Regions from separate parts of the Mus musculus genome. Here regions 1, 3, 4, 5, 6 and 7 are each linked to region 2. Evidence: chromatin contacts called from public ChIA-PET, HiChIP or PLAC-seq, capture Hi-C and promoter capture Hi-C data. All regions are on one chromosome and are shown on one strand. Each heading gives the region's core, a stretch centred on a gene start, on an enhancer-like site or on the middle of the called end of the contact. The rest is flanking DNA. Distances are from core to core; before and after follow the strand shown. Region 1 holds the start of Atp2a1 (ATPase, Ca++ transporting, cardiac muscle, fast twitch 1). Region 2 holds the start of Maz (MYC-associated zinc finger protein (purine-binding transcription factor)). Region 3 holds the start of Hsd3b7 (hydroxy-delta-5-steroid dehydrogenase, 3 beta- and steroid delta-isomerase 7). Region 4 holds the start of Nfatc2ip (nuclear factor of activated T cells, cytoplasmic, calcineurin dependent 2 interacting protein). Region 5 holds the start of Phkg2 (phosphorylase kinase, gamma 2 (testis)). Region 6 holds the start of Spns1 (spinster homolog 1). Region 7 holds the start of Orai3 (ORAI calcium release-activated calcium modulator 3).

Region 1 (2,700 bases), core at 22-2,521, 560 kb after region 2:
GCCAGCCCTTCAGCAACAACTTGTGGCTTTGCACCCAGCCTCTGGGGCCCCGCCCACAGGACTGCCACTGCCCGAACCCTGCTGTTTCTTTTCCCTCTTCTCTTTGGGCTTAGGAAGTCTGTGCTCTTTGCTCCCAACTCTGTTCTGTCCCCTTTTCTCCATACCTTCTCCCCTCCCTTCCAGAGCCTCTGCTTCATCCAGCCTCAGGGGTCCTGCTCTCAGTCACTGGCTTGGGGCTGGCCCAGCTCCAGAGCACTCCTGCCAGCCCTGATCCCCATTCCCTCTGTGAGCTGTTGCATCAGGGTGAGAGTTTCAGAGAACCCCACACTTCTGGGGGGGTCACCATGAAGCCCTAGGGTTGAAGGCTAGTGTAGGGTGGGGAGATCCTTACTCCCCCTGCCCCACCCTGAAACACCCATCCCTCCCCCTCTTCCATCAGCACATTCCGTAGCCTCTTGGGTTACCTGGCTGCCTGGGTGTCCCATTTTCTTCGGGGTGGGGTGGGGGGGATTCCCTGCCAGTTTCACAGGGGAGCTAAAGGCTGTGTTCCCAGAGGCTGAGCTAAAGCGGTAGTGGTGGGGGGAGTTTAGGAGAGACAGACAGTCCTGGCTTTGCTTACCAGGGCCTGGACACTAAATCCCTTGTTGATGGCTGCAGCAACCCCTCCCTAGGGTAAGGTTACCATCTGCACTGTCCCCTTGACTATCTCCCTTCCCTGGTTCCCTGTATCTCTCTAGAGCTACTTCCTCTGTCCCCAAAGATGCGCTCCCCTTTCCTTTGATCCCCCAAAAGGCTTGGAGAACTTCCTCTGCTAACCAAACACATTAGGCAGGGGAGGAGACTGTGACAGTGGAAAGGGGTTCATGATGTCAAGACCAGGCTAAGGAGTGATAAGGCCTAAGGGCCAAGAGGGCTTATGGAAAGATCTGCTCAGGGGTGGGCTTGGAACTGAGAATTTAGTGTAACTGGAGAAGTTGAGGCAACTGGGGGTGGGGTCAGTAGCGGATGATAGAAAGTGACTTTACTCCCCCCTCCTCTCTGAGGCTGGGGCCACCTTTGCGTCCCTTGTGAGTGACACCTCAGGCTGCAGCCCCACTGTTCCTCTCTGTCAGCAGAAACCTCTCTCTCTCCTGACCCCTCCTGCTGGGGTCTCAGCCAGCCAATCCCTGACCTGGAGGAAGGGGGAGCCTGCCCCCCCCACTCCCTCATAAGGACCAGCTGGGGGCTGGGGGGGTGGCCGGCTGCGCAAGTAGGACTGGGGTCAGAACTTCGTGGAAAGGAGAAGAATCTGGGGGGGGCAAGCAAGAAAAAGGAAGGAGCCCAGATCAACAGGCAGGTGGATAAGCTGAAGAAGTCCCCCCACAAGTGAGAGGCCCCTAAGAAGAAACACATCACCCCCTGGCCCCCAGGAAGGGAGCACAATGGAGGCCGCGCACTCCAAGTCCACAGAGGAATGTTTGTCCTATTTCGGGGTGAGCGAGACCACAGGCCTTACCCCAGACCAAGTTAAGCGACATCTGGAAAAATACGGCCCCAATGGTAAGTATCCCTCCGAGGAGAAGCTGGTATGGCTGCCCTCCTACCCCTGTCAGGGGAGCTGCTTCTTCCAAAGTGTATAAGGTGGAGCAGGACTGGAGAAGAAGGAGGATACTAAAGAAAAGTTTTAAAATCTGGAGTTTGGGGAGGTTTCATAGGGTGACCTTGAGCCTCATGGGACACCCTTCTGATACCCTGATTCTCTTATGTTAGCCACAGAGTTTGGGGTGTGGGGGCATGGGGCATGGGCCCCCACTGAATTTGTTCTTTTCTTCTTTTTCCCTGGGTAGAGCTCCCTGCTGAGGAAGGTAAGTTACCCTGACCCTCCTATGCCCCTCATCCCCGACTCCCCGCCTTCTCCTTACTGAGACCCATAGCCTTTCCTCAAAGCTTAAGCGTCAAGACTCCAGACACCTTCCCTGAGTCCTCCCCACCTGGAACAGCTGCCACAGATTTGAAGAGCCTTTTGGGCTGTTTCATCTCTTTCTCTCATGCCAAGCTGGGCTGCCTATCAACCTAGAGGACCAGGGCACTCTAGACTCTGGACCCTGGCCCATCCCCATCCACGGACACTCATCCCTTAACCCTGGGACTCCTCTTCTTGTCCCCCCACCCCCCAGGCAAGTCTCTGTGGGAGTTGGTGGTAGAGCAGTTCGAAGACCTGCTTGTGCGGATTCTTCTCCTGGCTGCCTGCATTTCCTTTGTAAGTGCTGTCTGAGTATGATGTGGGCCTTGGGATCAGCCTGTGGCTCTTACCATCCTGGATGCCCTCGTCCAAGCCCTGACCACCCTGTTTTCCAGGCAGGAGCTGGGGGTGGGGTGCTGGGGTGCTTCCTCCCCTGCAGAGAGGTTTTATTTTAAGCCCTGAGAGTGTTCTCAGCCAAAACACTGAAGCTAAGCCACCCTCCCAGCTTCAAGGGCTTCAAGAGCTCAGGTTACCCCCCCCCCCCCAAGCATAGGCTCCCTGCTTCAGTGAGGGTTACAATGTCTACTATGGGGCCACTGTCACTCCCAGCCTGTCCTGGTTGGTCCCCTACTCTGCGTCACCGATCCTGCCCTGCCCTCTCCAACCTGTGGTACTGATTGACTAAGAGAAAGATTTGGTACAAGGGCGACTGACTGCCAGGGTGCCCTGCAGACCTTACCAACCCTTCCACCCCTCAC
Region 2 (2,700 bases), core at 121-2,620:
CTTTACAGGCGAATCTCTTGAGCTTGGCCGCCAGCCAGCACAGCGGTCCCTCTTGACACTACCTTCTTTTAAAAATCCTTGTATAGTGACGTGTTGTGTAAATACAGTTTTTATTCCATGGTTGAGCCTGGTTTTTGAGGATGACAGGGCTGGGGTCAGAGTCCATAACTACCCTGGGGGTCAGGATCAAGCTCTGCAGGACACCCATGTAGGCGCCATCTTTGGGAAACCCCCAAACTAGGCCAAGATTGTAAATAAACCACTGGAATGGGGAGGGGACGGTGGCCTAGAAGAATCAAAAAGCTGACGCGAAAGCTTAAGCACAGCGACCGACCGTTAAGCGGGCACGCGCTCCAAGCTAGCCCCGCCCCGCTGTAACTCCCTCGGCGCGCTCCCCACTCTCCCGCTCAGCAACGACGTCCCTGTTATGTGCGCGTGCGCGCGAAATAACGGCCGCTGGCGGAGGGAAGTGGGGGGTGGAATCGTTCAAGTGGGGGAAGAGAAGCCGCCTAGTCTCCCGCGCGCCCACCACCTGCACCATCGCCAGCCAATCAGCAACCGTCTTGGGGGTCTCGCGCTCGGGGCGACCGGGGCTGCTGGGTGGCTCCCCAGTCCCTCCGCCCTCTAGAGTCCCTCCTGTCCCTCCCCCTCCCGCTGGCCCCGCGCGCACTCGCGCTCGCGCCCGCTCCAGCCTCTTGTGTGTCCTCGCGCCCCCCGCCCGCCCTCCGGCGCGCAGTGTGCGCCGCTCCCCCACCCTCCTCCCCCCTCCCTCCTTGCGCGCCTCCTCCTTGGGTCCCCCTCCCCCACAGCTGCCTCCTCCCGCCCCAGGGTGAGCGCGAGCCACCTCCCTCCTCCCTCCGCCATGGATCCCAGCAACTGGAGCAGCTTCATCTTCCAGGTAACAACCCCCGCCCCCCCCGCCCCTGCCCCCCCTCCCACACCCCCTCCTGCCCGCCCTCCCTCCTGTCCCACACCCCCTCCGCGCGCCCGGTGCGCGCGCAGCTGTCCCCCTCCCTCCCTCGCGCCCTCCCCCGCCCTCCCCGAGGCGCCGGCTGGGCGCGCGCGCGCGGCGGGGGCCGAAGCTGCTCCCTCGCTCCCCCCACCCCGCCCCGCCAGGCTCCAACCGCCGCCACCACCGCCGCCGCCGCCGCCCGGGCCCCCCGCCCCCGGCCCCGGCCCTCGGCCCCGCGGGGCCTCTCGCCCCCACCCAGGGGGCGTCGCCGCCGCCGCCGCGCTCCGCGCCCCACAAGACGCCCTCCTTCCCTCCCTCCCGCCGGCCGGGGTGCGCGGGCGGCGGGGCGGCCCTCGGGCCATGCGTTCGGCTCGGCCCAACCCGGCCGGCCGGGGGCGGCGCCCCGAGCCCGGGCCCCGCGCGGCCCGTGCCCCCGGCTCCCGCTGAGCTCCGGGGGCCCCCACTGTGGCCGAGGCCATGTTCCCCGTGTTCCCTTGCACGCTGCTGGCCCCCCCCTTCCCCGTGCTGGGCCTGGACTCCCGGGGGGTGGGCGGCCTCATGAACTCCTTCCCGCCACCTCAGGGTCACGCCCAGAACCCCCTGCAGGTCGGGGCTGAGCTCCAGTCCCGCTTCTTTGCCTCCCAGGGCTGCGCCCAGAGTCCATTCCAGGTGAGTAGGGGCCGGGCCGGGCGGGCAGGCGCCGACCAGCGACCGCGGCCCACACGGCGCCTTGTCTCCGCAGGCCGCGCCGGCGCCCCCACCCACGCCCCAGGCCCCGGCGGCCGAGCCCCTCCAAGTGGACTTGCTCCCGGTTCTCGCCGCCGCGCAGGAATCAGCCGCGGCGGCGGCGGCTGCTGCGGCGGCTGCCGCTGCAGTGGTTACTGCACCCCCGGCCCCTGCCGCCGCCTCCACAGTGGACACAGCGGCCCTGAAGCAGCCTCCGGCGCCTCCTCCGCCACCCCCTGCCGTCTCCGCACCAGCCGCCGAGGCCGCGCCCCCCGCCGCGGCCGCCACTATCGCAGCAGCGGCTGCCACCGCTGTCGTCGCCCCAACCTCGACGGTCGCCGTGGCCCCAGTTGCATCTGTCTTGGAGAAGAAGACAAAGAGCAAGGGGCCCTACATTTGCGCCCTGTGCGCCAAGGAGTTCAAGAACGGCTACAACCTCCGAAGGCACGAAGCCATCCACACGGGAGCCAAGGCTGGCCGGGTCCCTTCGGGTGCTATGAAGATGCCCACCATGGTGCCCCTGAGCCTCTTGAGTGTCCCCCAGCTGAGCGGGGCCAGCGGGGGTGGGGGAGAAGCCGGGGCTGGCGGCGGCACAGCCGCGGTGGCGGCCGGTGGCGTTGTGACCACGACTGCCTCTGGGAAGCGCATCCGGAAGAATCACGCCTGCGAGATGTGCGGCAAGGCCTTCCGCGACGTCTACCACCTGAACCGACATAAGCTGTCGCATTCGGACGAGAAGCCCTACCAGTGCCCTGTGTGCCAGCAGCGCTTCAAGCGCAAGGACCGCATGAGTTACCACGTGCGCTCACATGACGGCGCTGTGCACAAGCCCTACAACTGCTCCCACTGTGGCAAGAGCTTCTCCCGGTGTGCAGGGGCCTCGCTGCCCACTAGGCCGGTGGGGGGGAGGGCAACAAGGTGGCCTGTCTTTGGCTGGTGGGGAGGCGGCTCCCGTTCCTGGGGACAGGAACCACTCCCAGGGAGGAGGGAAGTTGCTAGGAACAGGGGGTGGTACTTTAGAA
Region 3 (2,700 bases), core at 133-2,632, 770 kb before region 2:
GAGTGCTGGAGGGAAATGGGCTCTAAGATTAAGTGGGGCTGAGCTCACCTGTAGAAGGGGTGGCCCTTGATGTTAGGCCCCACCACTTCCATGCTGCTCGTGTAGACCAGGTACTGAGTGCCAGTCTGCACACAAGCATCAATCACATTCTGTGTGCCTATGGAGGAAAGGGACAGACGCAAGCTGTGTCTTCCCGCCTCTCACTCCTTCTGCCCCCCCCCCCCCCCCAGTGTCCAAGGAGAACCGCATCAGGTCAGGACAGGGTTCGACAGCAGTAAATGGACAAGGTTATCAAAAAGGACAGGCCCTCCCATAAAAATCACTGGTCAGAGGCAGGCCACACACTAGGGGCCAACAGGTAGGTAGCAGCTCACCCTGCACGTTGACTTTGTGGATGGTCTTTGGACTGGCCTTCCCAAACACATCCACCAACCCAGCTGTATGGATGACCACATGTGATCCAGACATGGCTGCTGCCACCTCATGGGCCTGAGTCACATCCCCCTGGATGGCAGTCACCTGCACAGGCCCTGGTGGAGACCCGAGGCAGTGTCAGAGCTGGGGCCTTAGCCAGCTGCTGAGTTTGGCCTGTCCACACCCTGGAAGCCACATGAACCAATGACTCACCCGGCCCCTCTGTCTGGTGGAGAACAAACAGGAATCATCTTTTCCATAAGCTGAGGTATCCCAGTCTGGGAAGGGATGGGGCCTCCCTACCTCCTGCTACTGCCCCACTCCAGTCACCTGCTTTCAGCTCCTCCAGCCAAGAACTCAGGTGCAGGTCAAAGACACGCAGCTCCCGGAGCCTGGGCTCCCGTTCCAGCAGCATCCGAACAATATGTTCCCCCAGGAAGCCGCAGCCACCTGTGACCAGGTATACCAGTGTTGGCACCTGTGCAGAGTCTGCCATGCCCAGCTGTGGGAAGAGAATTTAGCTCACTAGAATTGCCTGGTAGCACCTGCTCCAACCATGTGTTCTTCATAGAAGGGATCATTAGGTGGGAGCAGTGTGGGTGGAGAGGCTGAGTAGCAGGGGTGGGTTGCAGTTTTCTGTGCCTGTAGCACTAAGGCTCCCTGCCCTCTGACCCTAACTGCTGAGTCACTAGAATTGGATGCAGAATGGGAGGGATTGAGGCGGGTGGGGGGAAAAAAAAAAAAAAAAAAAAAGACTAGATTACTAAAGGACAGGCAGAGAAAGCAAGGAGTTGAATAGGGAGGTTGGAAGGGCGCAGGCTAAAAGGCAGGCCAGCTGGGCCTCAGTATCAGCTCTGCCTACCTGTAGTAAGTCCCAGGGCGCACAAACTGGCCACTGGAGGAGGTTGTGTCCTGGACTGGTGGACCAGCTAGATGTACATAGGCTTCCTTCCTTCCGCTCGCTCCTCCCTCCTGACCCATTCCAGGAAGGAGACCAGCCTAGCCTCCACCCCTAGGGGCGGGCAAGGGGGTTTGGAGGGAATTTTCTTGCCAGAGTGCCCCCTGGTGGCCAGTCCACTCTTCAGTGGCAGGCAAAGGACAGAACCTGCCCATTTGGTAGTGTATTTCAGGATAATAGGGTAGGGAAGGGATGCCCCCATCACTGATATGTTTGTCCCTCCTGCTGGGTCTCCCAGTAGGCTGAAGGCCCAGCACCAGCTATGGTTCTGGGAGGGAGAGCAGGGTAAACCTGATCTTGACATAATTCTGGCTAGCATCCATAGTGAGACAGATCTGGCATGTTTGTTGTATCTAGGTGGTTGGTCCAAAGCAGCACTGCGGTCTGCAGGTTGATTCACCCCAAACTCAAAGCCACCCATTCCCCCTCTCTCCTGCTTCACCCACTGTGGCAACTTGCATCCCAGTCTGCTCTTCCCAAAGATACTGACCAAGCATTTTTGTACAATAAAGTTTAATCACAATTATAAAAATGTGGTGTTGGGTTTCACTATTAACATTATGTACAATCCAGCCCAACAAGAAGGGCCTGCCCCCCACCATCCTGGCCCACTGAGCCAGAGCCCTGAGACACCAGGGTGGGAGGGTGACCCACAGGGTCTGGCAGGAACAGATGAGGCAGGGTTCCAGGCACAGAGTTCCCAGGACTAGGGGCCAAAGGCCCCCCCAGGGGGAGAACATGGCCACTGCCCCAGAGACCCCTAAACTGGGGCGGGGTGCACATAGGGCAGAAGGGGAAGTCCCCATTAACATGAAGCAAAGGGCTATGCAGCCCCCAAGAATAGCATCTATACAGGCTGGTACCCCAGGTTTCCACAGGAAACAGCTGCTGGCAGCTACAAAACATTTACAGCTTCTTCTTCGCAAAGAAAAAAAAATTAAGAGGGTGTTTGGGCATGGGGCATAGGGGAGGCAGCAGATGCCTCAAAGGACTGAGGCTCCCTTGTTGGCCTCAGTGCTCCCTATCCCACGTGAAGGTGGGGGCAGTGGGCCCTGCTGAGCCCAATAAGGCTGGGGTGCTGGGAGCTTAGGGCACCAAGGGGGAATAAATAGGGGTGAGGGCACCGGTCCTGCCCCACCTCAGTTGAGGGAGCCACGGCAACTTTCAGTGCCGCACAGACACGGAATCTTGTTGTCTTCTAGTGGGAACTTGTAGTCGTAGGTGATCTCCTCATCCACGCCGATGGGCTGCTTCGAGTAGATGACAATCTTTTTCTGAGACTCAATGGTGATCACCTTCGCATAGCAGTTGGGCTGCAGGAGGTGGGA
Region 4 (2,700 bases), core at 23-2,522, 630 kb after region 2:
GGAAGTCATACTCTTGGTCTGGCCTACCTGATAAGTTCTTGGATCTGGTTTCCCCAGTTTGATTTTTTTAGGGGGGGGGGTCGGTTGAGACCGGCTTTTTCTGTGCAGTGCTGGCTGTCCTGGAACTCACTCTGTAGACCAAACTGGCCTTGAACTCACAGAGATTTGCCTGCCTCTGCCTCCCAAGTGCTTGATTAAAGTCTTGTGCCACCACTGCCCAGTGATGTCTGCATTTCAAAGAGAAGACTCTACCTTGAATTGCTGAGTTGTGAAAAGGCAAGGGGTTTATTAAGACATTAGAAGGATTAGCATATGCACAACCATGGTACTGACAGTACTTACATTTTTTTCAGTTAATTTCCACATGCATGAGTGAATGCCAGCAGGGTATTGACCAGCAGACAAACATTAAACCATCAAAGACCTCTCAGAATTCAGACCTTTCTGAGTTTTGAAGTTGTATTGTTTCCCAAACGAGCTAAGTGTGCATAGCATGTTGCTGGAAAGCGCAGCTAGCTCCCAGTCAGTCTACAATCACGAGCATGAACCCTGGTGCTCTGTAGTACATTGTGCAGATAAGCGGCAGCAAGGCCTTTATCAAGAGTAACCCCGCTGTAAACCGAGAAGCATTCATATTTCAATGATCAGGAAAGAGGAGCCAGAAGGAAGCCTCTTTTCTTTGCAACAGGGAAGTAAGTCTCTTATTTTAATTTGTAATTGTCTTAAAAAGTGTTTCTGAGTTGTGCTGTGCTATGACATATATTGTTTTGATATTGTGTTTGTAGAGTATTTCAGAGGTGACATGCATGAAGGTGTTTAGTGTGGAATGGAACTCCTGCCACACAGAGGTTGAGGACACAAAAGGAATCCACAGCCCAAGATCTTCAGCTTCTAACCTTAGTTCCACAAGGCTTTTTCTGTGGCTTCCGAGAATGAGGACTACAATTCCCAGGATGCGCCAGTCTTTCACCAACCAGGAAAATGGATTTCTCTAATGGGCGGGCCCTGGGGAAGGCTGGGTCAGGAGGAAATTTAGCCAATGGATGAACTGTACAGAATCGAAACCTTTTTTGATTGTACCAAAGAGATTGGAATCTTTGGCGCCTTTGTTTTAGTGGAGGGTAGGTGATAGACAGGTAAGTAGACCAATGAGAACGTGGATAGGCGGATCCAGAGCGTGTGGGCGGGAAGAGATGATGACCGGCAGGCTGTTCGTCCAATGAAAGGGACAGACGCTAATACGGTGGGCCGGTGACTGTGTAGAGGCCGGTGTTTGTGGAAGCAGTGTGGGAGATGGCGGAACCACTGAGGGGACGTGGTCCGAGGTCCCGCGGTGGCCGAGGCGCTCGGAGAGCCCGAGGCGCCCGTGGCCGGTGTCCTCGCGCCCGGCAGTCTCCGGCTAGGCTCATTCCAGACACCGTGCTTGTGGACTTGGTCAGTGACAGCGACGAAGAGGTCTTGGAAGTCGCAGACCCAGTAGAGGTGCCGGTCGCCCGCCTCCCCGCGCCGGCTAAACCTGAGCAGGACAGCGACAGTGACAGTGAAGGGGCGGCCGAGGGGCCTGCGGGAGCCCCGCGTACATTGGTGCGACGGCGGCGGCGGCGGCTGCTGGATCCCGGAGAGGCGCCGGTGGTCCCAGTGTACTCCGGGAAGGTGCAGCAAGGTCCCCAAGGAGGGTTGTTGGGGGAGTGCTAAGACTGGCGTGGCGGGTTTGGCTTGGGGCAGTGTGTGTGTGTGATGAATACTTTTAGATTGGAGATACGAGGGGGTCGGTAATGTTAGATGTATGGAGTTATCTGGGATTGTATCTTCGGGTAGAGGGAGGCTGAGAGAGATCGAGGGACGATCGAGGGAAGCTGGCCTTCTAGATGCGCTTCAGGGATTGGAGTCCTTAGAGAAGACAAGTGCTGGAATCGAGGGAAGAGCCATTCTTGTCTTAAGTAGGGTTGGCAGGATGTGAGACCCACCTCCTCTTCCCCCTTTTGTCTTCGTAGGTACAGAGCAGCCTCAACCTCATTCCAGATAATTCATCCCTCTTGAAACTGTGCCCTTCAGAGCCTGAAGATGGTAAGAGTGGGTTTGTCGGGAGTACCCTGCACTGGCTTCTCTGAGACTTCCTAGAGTTTACATCCCTGTAGTCAGTGATATCTCCCCCCCCCCCCCGCGCCCCCCCCTCGCTCCAGCACCCTCCGTCCCCCTGCCCCCACCCCCACCCCTTTTCTCTGTGCTTCAGTGGTATCTAGGGTCTGGAGAATGATGCTCAAGTGTTATCCAGTTGACACACAATTTTGATTCTAAGTGGTATTGGGAAAATGGACTCCTGAGTCTGAGATAGGGGAAAGTTATGGTCCATAAAGATGCTGGTTCATTAATCAGAAGTCACAGGAACCTACTTAATAGCCATGTCCACCCCTTCCCCTCTTCGGGTCCTAACGGGCATATGGATATGTTAGAGTGAAGTTTGAGGTACCTACCCTTGACATTTTGATCTGTGTTATCATAATAGGGGTGAAGGGAGTTCTGAGACTCTGTGACATCTTGTTACACTCCTACAGTGTTCCATTCCTTGGGAACACTTTGGAGCCAGAAGAGTGTTTCTTTGACTTTATCAGAACTGCCCATTCTTTATTCTCTACTGATAAGTTTTTGCAAACCCTTTAATAAGGCCAGTGACTACGAGTCAAGGCTAATAGGGGAGTG
Region 5 (2,700 bases), core at 33-2,532, 550 kb before region 2:
CTGTGGAGACCCCGTTGATTGAATCCTACTGCCTACTTATTTTTTCCCCTAACGCTCCTTTCGACCTTTATCTTTTTTTCATTATGTAAAGATAGAAACATTTCCAAGACAGAAACTTCCTCAGGGTTCCTGTTCTGTCACTCCCTCACCCGGTGTTCTTGGTGCTTAACACAACATAACCAATACACTATGCTTCTGAAACTAAACCATAAAGCATCTGTGGTGGCGATCACAGTAGCAATCCCTGCTCCCCTCCCCGACAGGGTTTCTCTGTGTAGTCCTGGCTGTCCTTGAACTTCCTCTGTAAACCAGGCTGGTGTCAACTCAACAGAGATTCACCTGCCTCTGCTGGGATCAAAAGCATTCACCACCACCGCCCAGCTCCAAGCATCTTTTCTACAGACCCCTACTTCTCGAACTAGATACCTTTGAAATGCTCACGTGATGGGTATTTTCTACCTTCCCGTTGTCTGGACCACAAACAATTGTTGACAATATAGATGAATAGAGGAAAAAATGCGGGTTAACTCGGAATACTAGCCAAGTCACTAACTGTTTTCCACTGTCCACTTCCTAACTATCCAGTCTTCAGAAGGAAGCCTTATTTCCTGGCTGGGAGCTGACTACACTGGGCCGGTGTATGCTTCAGCTGTGAAGGCTCACCTGCCAATGATGTCCTTAGGGTCGTACTTCTGGTAAAACTCTTTGGCCGCAGCCCAGTCAGGGAGTTCATCCTCCGGCCCCACGTCCAACGTCATTCTGAGGGATGTGGGGGCCTGGGAGGAGGAAACGGAGGGCAGTGAGGGCAAGGAGGCCCACAGGTTCTGAGAGGATGCACATCGTGGCTCCCGGGGGCGCAGCACCTGCGGCTGGGGCGCCAGGGTCCTGGGGGTTGGGGGTGGGGTAGGGGAAGGATCAGGACCGGGGAGACCACAACGAAGGGCCTAGGGGGGAGGGAGGGAAGCAGGGCAGGGAAGAGGATAGGGAAGGGCGGGAGGGGGGAAAGGTGGCTCGGAAGAAGGGGGAAATGGCACAAGTGCGGGCGGCTGTTACCGCGCAAGCGCACTTGGCGTCCACTGGGAGGGGCGCGGGGGTCTCGAGCAGGATGACCCGTGCGAGCGGGGAGGGGGAAGGGAGGGTGGGGGGAGGGGGGTGAGGAGGGAACAGTCTAACCTGCGCAAAGACCCTCAGCTGCTTGGTTTATGTTTGTTCCTTTGCTTTAACCTGTAAGGCTCCCACAGCGACCTAAGGCACCGCCCCCATCATTGCAGCCAATGGCCCCTGCTGTTTGAGAACTAGGGATTAGAAACCCTCCGATTGGAAAATGGCAGTCCAATAGGAAGACGGGATTCCAGGGCGGACAAGGCCGTTGGCGCTAGAAGTCCCCAAAAGGTCTCCACCATGAGGAGGAGCCTGAAAAACAGCCAATCAACATGTAGCACTTGCTTTTCTCTCCTGGTGCTGCTGGTCTGTAAAGAGACACGGAAGTTAGGTTACCGGAAATGTGATGTCTCCGCACTACCTCACCGTGCCCTCGGACAAGGCCCTTTTAGTTTCCTTCTGGAATCCTCATTTATTATAGTAAGAGCCTGTTCCAAAATTCCTTTTTTTGTGGAAACCTGCGTGTAGACAAGTGTGGTCATGCACGCTTAATCCCAGCACTAGGAGGCGAGGCAGGCAGATGGATCTCTTGAGATGGAGGCCAGCATGGTCTACAAAGTGAGTTCCAGGACCGGCAGGGCTGTTTATACAGAGAAACTGTTTTGAGAAACACAACAAAACAAAATGCATATGCAGCTTGGCCGTTTGGTCCTGACTAGAGCTTTCAGGATAGTGTCCATCATCCTGGGGTCACAGACTCCTACCGTCTTGCTCCCAGACCCTCCTGCATTAAGTACACAAGGTTGTTAAGGTCCTGCCTAGAGTAATTCCAAAGCCAGACATATCCTAAAACCAAGGTTCTGGAGTAACAGCAAAGAAAAAAGCAAATCCTCAAGGTTACAGTCCAGCAAAAGAGAAATGATAATTTTTGTTTTTTTAGACGGTGTCTCACTATGTAGCCCTTGTTAGTCAGGGATTCGTTGTGTATCCCAGGCTGGGGTGGAACTCCAAAGATCAGTCAGTTTGAGTGCTGGGATTTAAGGCTCAGGACGCCTAGATTACAGCATGATTTTCTAACAGCTTTTTCTATAAGGAAACCAAGTAATTTAGTGTTTTTGCTTTCTGTCACTGTAGAGCCTTTCCTCATCAAGCTTAACTTTAACAACTTGCAAAAATAGTTTTGAACTTTCCTAAGTAGGTTTGTTGTTGGTACACAGGGGATAATTATTCTGAAATTAGTCAAAATAATGTATTCATATAATTAGGAACCGAAGAGTCTTCCTATGAGAATATGAAATCTGGAACTAGAGGAAGAACTACAGGTAAAATTTGGGCAATGGTGAAAAACAGATTAAAAAATAATTTTATATTTTCCAGTATTGATTTCTAAAAGGACCCCCAAAACAGAAGCTAGTATAAAGTCTAAATGCTGATTTCTCTTGGTTGCAAACAAAGGAACCAGGGATCTTTGGGAAATGACCAAGGACAACAATAATGTGTCAGGAATCACAACCTGAGCCTCCCGATATTCCATTTAACTCACAGACTTTAAGTAGGTGGGGTTTACTGCATGTTCATTATACTTGACTAGAACATATT
Region 6 (2,700 bases), core at 16-2,515, 650 kb after region 2:
TAACTTTCTCTTTCTCTCTCTCTTTCTTTCTCTGTCTCTGTATCTCATCATTATCTAGTCCAGGCTGACTTAAGACTCAATACAGTCCAGTCTTCAAATCCTCAAACTTTTATCTGCCTCTTCCTCTGCTGTGCTGAGAGGGATATTAAAAAAAAAAGATTTATTTTCTGTATATGGATACACTGTCGCTCTCTTCAGATACACTAGAGTAGGGCATTGGATCCAATGGTTGTGAGCCACTATGTGGGATTTGAACTCAGGACCTCTGAAAGAACAGTCAGTGTTCTTAACCACTGAGCCATCTCCAGCCCCAAGAGGAATCTTTAATTTTTTGTTTTGTTTTGTTTTGTTTTTTGTTTTGTCGAGACTGGGTCTTATGTACCCAAAGCCACATTAAAGTTAACTATTGCTATGTATCAAGGACCACTTTGAACTTCCAATTCTCCTCCTTCTACCTTTTGCAACGGGCTGGGTGAATGAGGTACTGGGGACTTGAGCCCAGGGTTTCAGGAATGCTTGGCAGTATTTACTATCAACTGAACTACATCCCAGTTCTGGAAGTGGGATCACAAAACAGTATTTTCATAGAATCATAGTATTTTGCATTCAGAATGTATGTATATTAAGGAAAACTAGCAACCTGAGACGGTTCGCCATGGAACACCTTTAATCCCAGCCTTCTGAAGGCAAAGGCAGGTGGATGCCTGTGAATTGGTGGCCACACTGGTCAAAAAAGGGAATTCCAGGACAGTCAGACATACAGAGAAACCTTGGAAATAAAAGAAAGAAAAATGAAAAAACAAGCCAAAAAAAAAAAAGCCTCTGCTCCGTGGGTGCTGAGATAAAAGGTTTGTTTAATTCACTGCCACACCTAGTGGGATTTTTTTTTTGTATGTTTTGTTTTCAAGACTAAAGGTATTAAAGGCATGTGCCACCAGCCAGATTGAGTTTGTTGTTGTTGGTTTATGATAAGGTTCCTCCGTGTAGCCCTGGTCACCCGGGAACTTGCTCAGTAAACCAGGCTAGCCTCGACCACAGAGATCGGCTGCCTCTGTCTCTTTAGTGCTGGGATTAGAGCCATATGCCATTTTTTGGTGCAGGGTACATTGCAGTTCATTGGTTCTGAGCCTCCGCCTGTCCTCCAGGAGAGACACCAGAGGGCGCGAGGACACTAGTCTTGGTTGGAGAAAAACTCGAGGCCATAGACAAAACATCCTCTTCCTCCTAAACTCTAGCATCTTTTCTTGGAGGCAGGGTCTCACTCAGTATGTAGCCCTGGCTGACCTGGAACTCGCTATGTAAACCAGGCTGTCCTTGAAATTGCAAAGATCTCCGTCCTTCTGCCTTCTCCTGGGACTAAAGGTATGCGCTACTACGCCCGACTCTATAGGAATCTAAATGTCCACAGTGAAAGCTCATGATTGGTAAACAAAAGGAGGCAGCTGCTCGCCGCTATTCATCCAACAATTACTGAGCAATGAAGCCATCAGCCAGTCACTGAAGAAGAAAAGAGGAAACAACTCACTAGCATCTGTAGAGATGTAATATTTCCAAATAATCCACTATCTCGTGAAATCGGATAAATGGGTATTCCATCTAGGCGATTGATTACACCAGCTTGCGAGGCCCCCTGGAGGCTACTGGTGGAAGTAGGAACGAGCGTCGGGTTACCATAGCGGAGGAGCCCTAGAAACCCTGGAGGCTTCCGTAGGCGGTGGCAGGTCACGTGTTCAATCCTTGCACCGGGTGACTTTCTCCGGTAGGGCTCCGGTGTCACATGACCTGCTCTTGGGCAACATGGCGGCAGTTGTGTTGCTGAGCTTGGACTGAGCAACAGCGAGTGTGGCGCGCTCCTTCCCGGGCTTTGGAGTGCGTCAGCGTGAGAAGAGGGACTGGGTCCTGGTCTTCCTGCTCCTGTCCCAGCGTCACCTGCACCTCCTGTGTGCTCTCCTCTGTCGGAACCAGAGGGAATGACGAAGCCCAGGGCTTTTCGCAGTGGTGCACTGTGCATCGGACCACGCTCCTAGGCGATAGTGGGCAAGTCTTCTCGCAGTCCTCTCTCCAACCTCCTTCCGTCGGAGGTAGGACCGAAGCGTGGGCGGTTGCGATTCCCCAGGGACCATGGCCGGGTCCGACACGGCGCCCTTCCTCAGCCAAGCAGATGATCCTGATGACGGGCCAGCGCCCGGCCATCCGGGGTTGCCAGGACCCATGGGGAATCCAAAGTCCGGGGAACTCGAGGTCCCAGACTGTGAGGGGCTACAGCGCATCACTGGCTTATCTCGGGGCCATTCGACCCTCATAGTGGTGGTTCTGTGCTACATTAACCTCCTGAACTACATGGACCGCTTCACCGTGGCAGGTACGCACTGATGCTCCGAAGAAGGGATATAGGCAAGGGAGAAGTTCCCCAGGATAGGGTCGCCTCTTGGCGCTCATTCTTTGTTTTTTCTTTCCAGGGGTTCTTACAGACATCGAGCAGTTCTTTAACATCGGAGATGGTAGTACTGGCCTCATCCAGACTGGTGAGTGAGGCTACTGCCCACACAACCCCTCGTTCTTAATTGCCTCAAGTAGGCCTACATACATGCAGGTTTGCCTAGTGAAGCTTTAGTGGCCAGGGCTCTTGGAGGCAATGGCCGTGGCTGCTCTTGGGCTGTCCACTTGAGCTGGGACATCGCACAGAGGGAGCCAGCTAGT
Region 7 (2,769 bases), core at 109-2,608, 740 kb before region 2:
TATATGCCCTCACCTTAGCTCCCTCCAAGGCCTATTTACACAAGGGTACATTATGAAGGGTGCCCTCCCCCCAAGTGTGAAGAAAACTGAAACTAGCAGAGCTTCACTCCACACCCATACCCTGCGGAGCATCCTTGTCTAAACAGCAGCTTCCATGTAGTCTAGATAGCACACTGTTCTAGAAGAGCCTCCTTTGCTAAGCGGAGCTTGTTCTAACACACCTAGTTCTAGGGGGTCTCCATAAGAATCCCACATCCTCCTGGACAAAAGCTTGGCAGACCACAGAGACAGCACCTTCTATGATGTCACAACTTCCTAAAGATGGCAACTGGAGTGGATGTCGACTTGGGGCCGCACAGCTGGCCCTAAGTAGGGAGGAACCAGGACACATCTGCAGGCCACACTCTGGAATCTTCAGTTCCACTTCCCGGGGCCACTGCTGGGACCGTTAGCTGACATTATCCTCCCACACCTGCAGTTTATCAGACTTATCTGCTAGCTCCCTGATCAGCTTCCTTCCCCAGCAGCTTCCTCATGGTTTCTTAGTTTTCCCGGCAATTCTCTGTGCCTTCTGAGAGGTGGGCCCTTCAGTCAAATGACTCTCACATACACTATCCCCCTTCCCCGATCTGGTTGATATAGGCTCTCATTCAGCTTTGACTGCCTTTCAACTCTCGAGGACTTGGTAACTAAGCCACTTCAGACTTTCCCCCCACCAGTCTGCATCTGCTGACCTCTTTACTCCCTTCTTCCACGGCATTTCTGGGACCGATCTTCAGTCTGTTTATATTCCTAGAGCTGTGCCCGACATAAAGGGTTTTTCCAGTCCCTTGGGACTTAGCTCCTTCTTTTATCCTAAAGAAACCCTTTTATTCAGTCCAGTACTGGGGACCCATTTTCTTGACTTCTCCCACCACGTGCTTTACCCACCCCGTGTACCCCCTCCCACCCCTCACCATGGCGAAGCCCGACAGCAGAGCAGATGTGCGGCTGGAGGCTTTGAGCTTAGCCCGGCTGAGGTAGAGGCGGCGCCAGCTGAGCGCCCGCAGAGAGTGCTGACTGGCCCCCATAAGGTCCAGGTAGCCGCGGTGCACGAACTCCCGGTACGTGGCTGAGCCCGCGGGGCTGTCCACCTCCGGGTTCAGCGGGGCCTGTTCGCCCGTGTCCCCCTCGCCGCCCTTCATCCTGAGAGCAGTTACACCACAAGCGCAGATGGTCAAGGAGGGGCCGAGGCGCCTTGTATCCCCAAGAAGGGACGGCCCAAGCGCGGGTGGGACCCCATCCTGGGTGGCAAGGCAGACCCAGCGGGAACAGTTACGGACGCGTCTAGAAGGCCCAGGGGCCGAAACAGGAACTGGGGCAGGGGCGGAGCCCGGTGACCACATGATTGGGTGGAGCCGTGAGACGAACCCCTGCAGTCTGCCCACGGGCAGAGATCTCAAGGGACCCTCTAACCCAGGCCACGACGTGAATGCTCAGCCTCAGCTTTTGCTGGGACTTTGCTGGCCTCAGACCACCCAGTGTATGTACCTGGACATTCACAGGTGTCCAGACTTCCACACTCCTCTTTGAGCAGTCATCTCAGGAAAATTAAGCCCATTTTCCTCCCAGAGACCAAAGGAGCCCCTTCCACCATCCCTACCCACCACTCAGACTCGACACCGCAGACAGACACAAAAAGTCAGCGGCCCCGGCTAGATTCTGAGTTTTATAGCAAACCTTATTGTACAGACTTGTGGGGTTAGGGGTCCAGCCCGGCTGGGTGCCCCACTTGTCCCTCGCCGGGGTGCCTCCTCCCCTCCCGCAAGCGGCCCCACCGTCAAGCCTTTCTCCAACCCCAGGCCCCCCCTCCTGCCTTTGGTCCGCCCAGCCCCCGCCCCCAACCCGCGCACCTTCCTGTTACCTGAGGTATGTGGATAGATTCCCCTCCCCCCACCCCCATGTAGTACAATCCAGTTCCCCCTGGCCTAAGTTGAGTGGGACCTAGACCTGACTCCTCCCTCAGGCTCTTGAGACCCCACCCCCACACTGGAAGAAGGAAAGGGGTGGGAAGAGGGGAGGTGCCAAGAGTCTGTTACTAAGTTCCCACAGCAACTAAGAGGGACCGTTTCCAGTCTTAGCACTGATTTCCGGAGGTGTCCATTGGCTGCTATTTCCATGGCAACCAGGAGTGGCAGTTCCCTGGGCAAATGGGACACGAGTTTCCATGACGATGAAAGAATGGGAAGAGCCAAACTGGAGGAGTCCCATCTTGCCCATCTTTAAGCTGACATTTCCCCACCCCAACTCAAGTGAAGGGTGGAGCTGTTCAAGACAGTAATGCAAGAGAGCTAGGGGTGGGACAGTCCAAACTGGGTACCCATAGCCCAGTCTCGGTCAAGCTGGTCCCCTCACATCACACTCCCCCAAGTCCGAGATTCCCCCGGTTCAAGTAACACTTCAGTACAGATGAATGTTCAAGTATTGTGTAGAGAGCCAGGCAGGGGTCTGGGCTACCCCTCACCACTCCCCTGGGCCACCGAGCTTAACAGCAGGTAGACCCGCGGCCCCTACTCCTTGCAATAGCTGCCATTTTCAGTGACGTTCAAGGAGTCAAGGTCGGGGAAAACTGAAATCTGGGTAGAGGGAAGGGGAGAGAGGCAACCCTACGCAGAGGGTACTATCCCCACATCTGCTCCTCTCCCAGCCCCCAGTCCTGGCATTACCTGGCTTGTAGCGCCCCCTGTCTTGACACTCGGATCCCCAATTGCTCCTCTGTTTTCCCTTTTT

Evidence for each region. Promoter capture Hi-C pulls out the DNA fragments that hold promoters and counts their contacts. ChIA-PET counts read pairs in DNA pulled down with a chosen protein or histone mark. HiChIP or PLAC-seq counts read pairs in DNA pulled down with a chosen protein or histone mark. Capture Hi-C pulls out chosen DNA fragments and counts their contacts.
Region 1: an RNA polymerase II ChIA-PET map of memory CD8 T cells shows a contact between it and region 2, with 7 read pairs. The contact joins the promoter of Atp2a1 here to the promoter of Maz in region 2. A contact is called at or near these places in 1 of 39 promoter capture datasets (cranial neural crest), 2 of 484 Hi-C or Micro-C datasets (CD8 T cells and the N1E-115 cell line), 4 of 115 datasets of contacts at active chromatin or transcription factors (kidney, large pre-B cells, memory CD8 T cells and 1 more) and 2 of 9 other capture datasets (adipose tissue and liver).
Region 3: a FOXA1 HiChIP or PLAC-seq map of pancreatic cancer cells shows a contact between it and region 2. The contact joins the promoter of Hsd3b7 here to the promoter of Maz in region 2. A contact is called at or near these places in 1 of 39 promoter capture datasets (liver) and 2 of 115 datasets of contacts at active chromatin or transcription factors (bone marrow-derived macrophages and pancreatic cancer cells).
Region 4: a contact with region 2 is called in a promoter capture Hi-C map of pancreatic islet. The contact joins the promoter of Nfatc2ip here to the promoter of Maz in region 2. A contact is called at or near these places in 1 of 39 promoter capture datasets (pre-B cells), 1 of 484 Hi-C or Micro-C datasets (B cells) and 1 of 9 other capture datasets (pancreatic islet).
Region 5: a contact with region 2 is called in a promoter capture Hi-C map of liver, with 2.1 times the contacts expected there. The contact joins the promoter of Phkg2 here to the promoter of Maz in region 2. A contact is called at or near these places in 4 of 39 promoter capture datasets (embryonic stem cells, erythroid cells, liver and 1 more), 4 of 115 datasets of contacts at active chromatin or transcription factors (effector CD8 T cells, extraembryonic endoderm stem cells, memory CD8 T cells and 1 more) and 2 of 9 other capture datasets (adipose tissue and liver).
Region 6: a contact with region 2 is called in a FOXA1 HiChIP or PLAC-seq map of pancreatic cancer cells. The contact joins the promoter of Spns1 here to the promoter of Maz in region 2. A contact is called at or near these places in 2 of 39 promoter capture datasets (embryonic stem cells and pre-B cells) and 2 of 115 datasets of contacts at active chromatin or transcription factors (embryonic stem cells and pancreatic cancer cells).
Region 7: a capture Hi-C map of macrophages shows a contact between it and region 2, with 5 times the contacts expected there. The contact joins the promoter of Orai3 here to the promoter of Maz in region 2. A contact is called at or near these places in 6 of 39 promoter capture datasets (cranial neural crest, embryonic stem cells, erythroid cells and 3 more), 2 of 484 Hi-C or Micro-C datasets (both in embryonic stem cells), 2 of 115 datasets of contacts at active chromatin or transcription factors (memory CD8 T cells and pancreatic cancer cells) and 3 of 9 other capture datasets (adipose tissue, liver and macrophages).

What each region holds. Positions count from the first base shown.
Region 1 is chr7:126,461,644-126,464,343 of GRCm38.p6, reverse strand. It overlaps Atp2a1 (ATPase, Ca++ transporting, cardiac muscle, fast twitch 1), which reads left to right and starts at 1,271. Exons shown (of 23, transcript NM_007504.2): 1 at 1,271-1,539; 2 at 1,827-1,844; 3 at 2,157-2,239. The coding sequence starts at 1,422.
Region 2 is chr7:127,025,149-127,027,848 of GRCm38.p6, reverse strand. Maz (MYC-associated zinc finger protein (purine-binding transcription factor)) reads left to right here and starts at 1,370. Exons shown (of 5, transcript NM_010772.1): 1 at 1,370-1,621; 2 at 1,695-2,545. The coding sequence starts at 1,430. It overlaps Kif22 (kinesin family member 22), which reads left to right. Exons shown (of 14, transcript NM_145588.1): 14 at 9-118. The coding sequence ends at 56.
Region 3 is chr7:127,799,291-127,801,990 of GRCm38.p6, reverse strand. Hsd3b7 (hydroxy-delta-5-steroid dehydrogenase, 3 beta- and steroid delta-isomerase 7) reads right to left here and starts at 1,382. Exons shown (of 7, transcript NM_133943.2): 1 at 1,277-1,382; 2 at 745-916; 3 at 375-530; 4 at 49-157. The coding sequence starts at 910. It overlaps Setd1a (SET domain containing 1A), which reads right to left. Exons shown (of 19, transcript NM_178029.3): 19 at 1,869-2,685. The coding sequence ends at 2,512.
Region 4 is chr7:126,395,309-126,398,008 of GRCm38.p6, reverse strand. Nfatc2ip (nuclear factor of activated T cells, cytoplasmic, calcineurin dependent 2 interacting protein) reads left to right here and starts at 1,272. Exons shown (of 8, transcript NM_010900.3): 1 at 1,272-1,653; 2 at 1,995-2,067. The coding sequence starts at 1,294.
Region 5 is chr7:127,571,930-127,574,629 of GRCm38.p6, reverse strand. Phkg2 (phosphorylase kinase, gamma 2 (testis)) reads right to left here and starts at 1,282. Exons shown (of 10, transcript NM_026888.3): 1 at 1,174-1,282; 2 at 664-776. The coding sequence starts at 758.
Region 6 is chr7:126,376,499-126,379,198 of GRCm38.p6, reverse strand. It overlaps Spns1 (spinster homolog 1), which reads left to right and starts at 1,265. Exons shown (of 12, transcript NM_023712.3): 1 at 1,265-2,362; 2 at 2,460-2,525. The coding sequence starts at 2,122.
Region 7 is chr7:127,768,404-127,771,172 of GRCm38.p6, reverse strand. Orai3 (ORAI calcium release-activated calcium modulator 3) reads right to left here and starts at 1,358. Exons shown (of 2, transcript NM_198424.3): 1 at 957-1,358. The coding sequence starts at 1,184. It overlaps Fbxl19 (F-box and leucine-rich repeat protein 19), which reads right to left. Exons shown (of 11, transcript NM_172748.2): 11 at 2,245-2,769.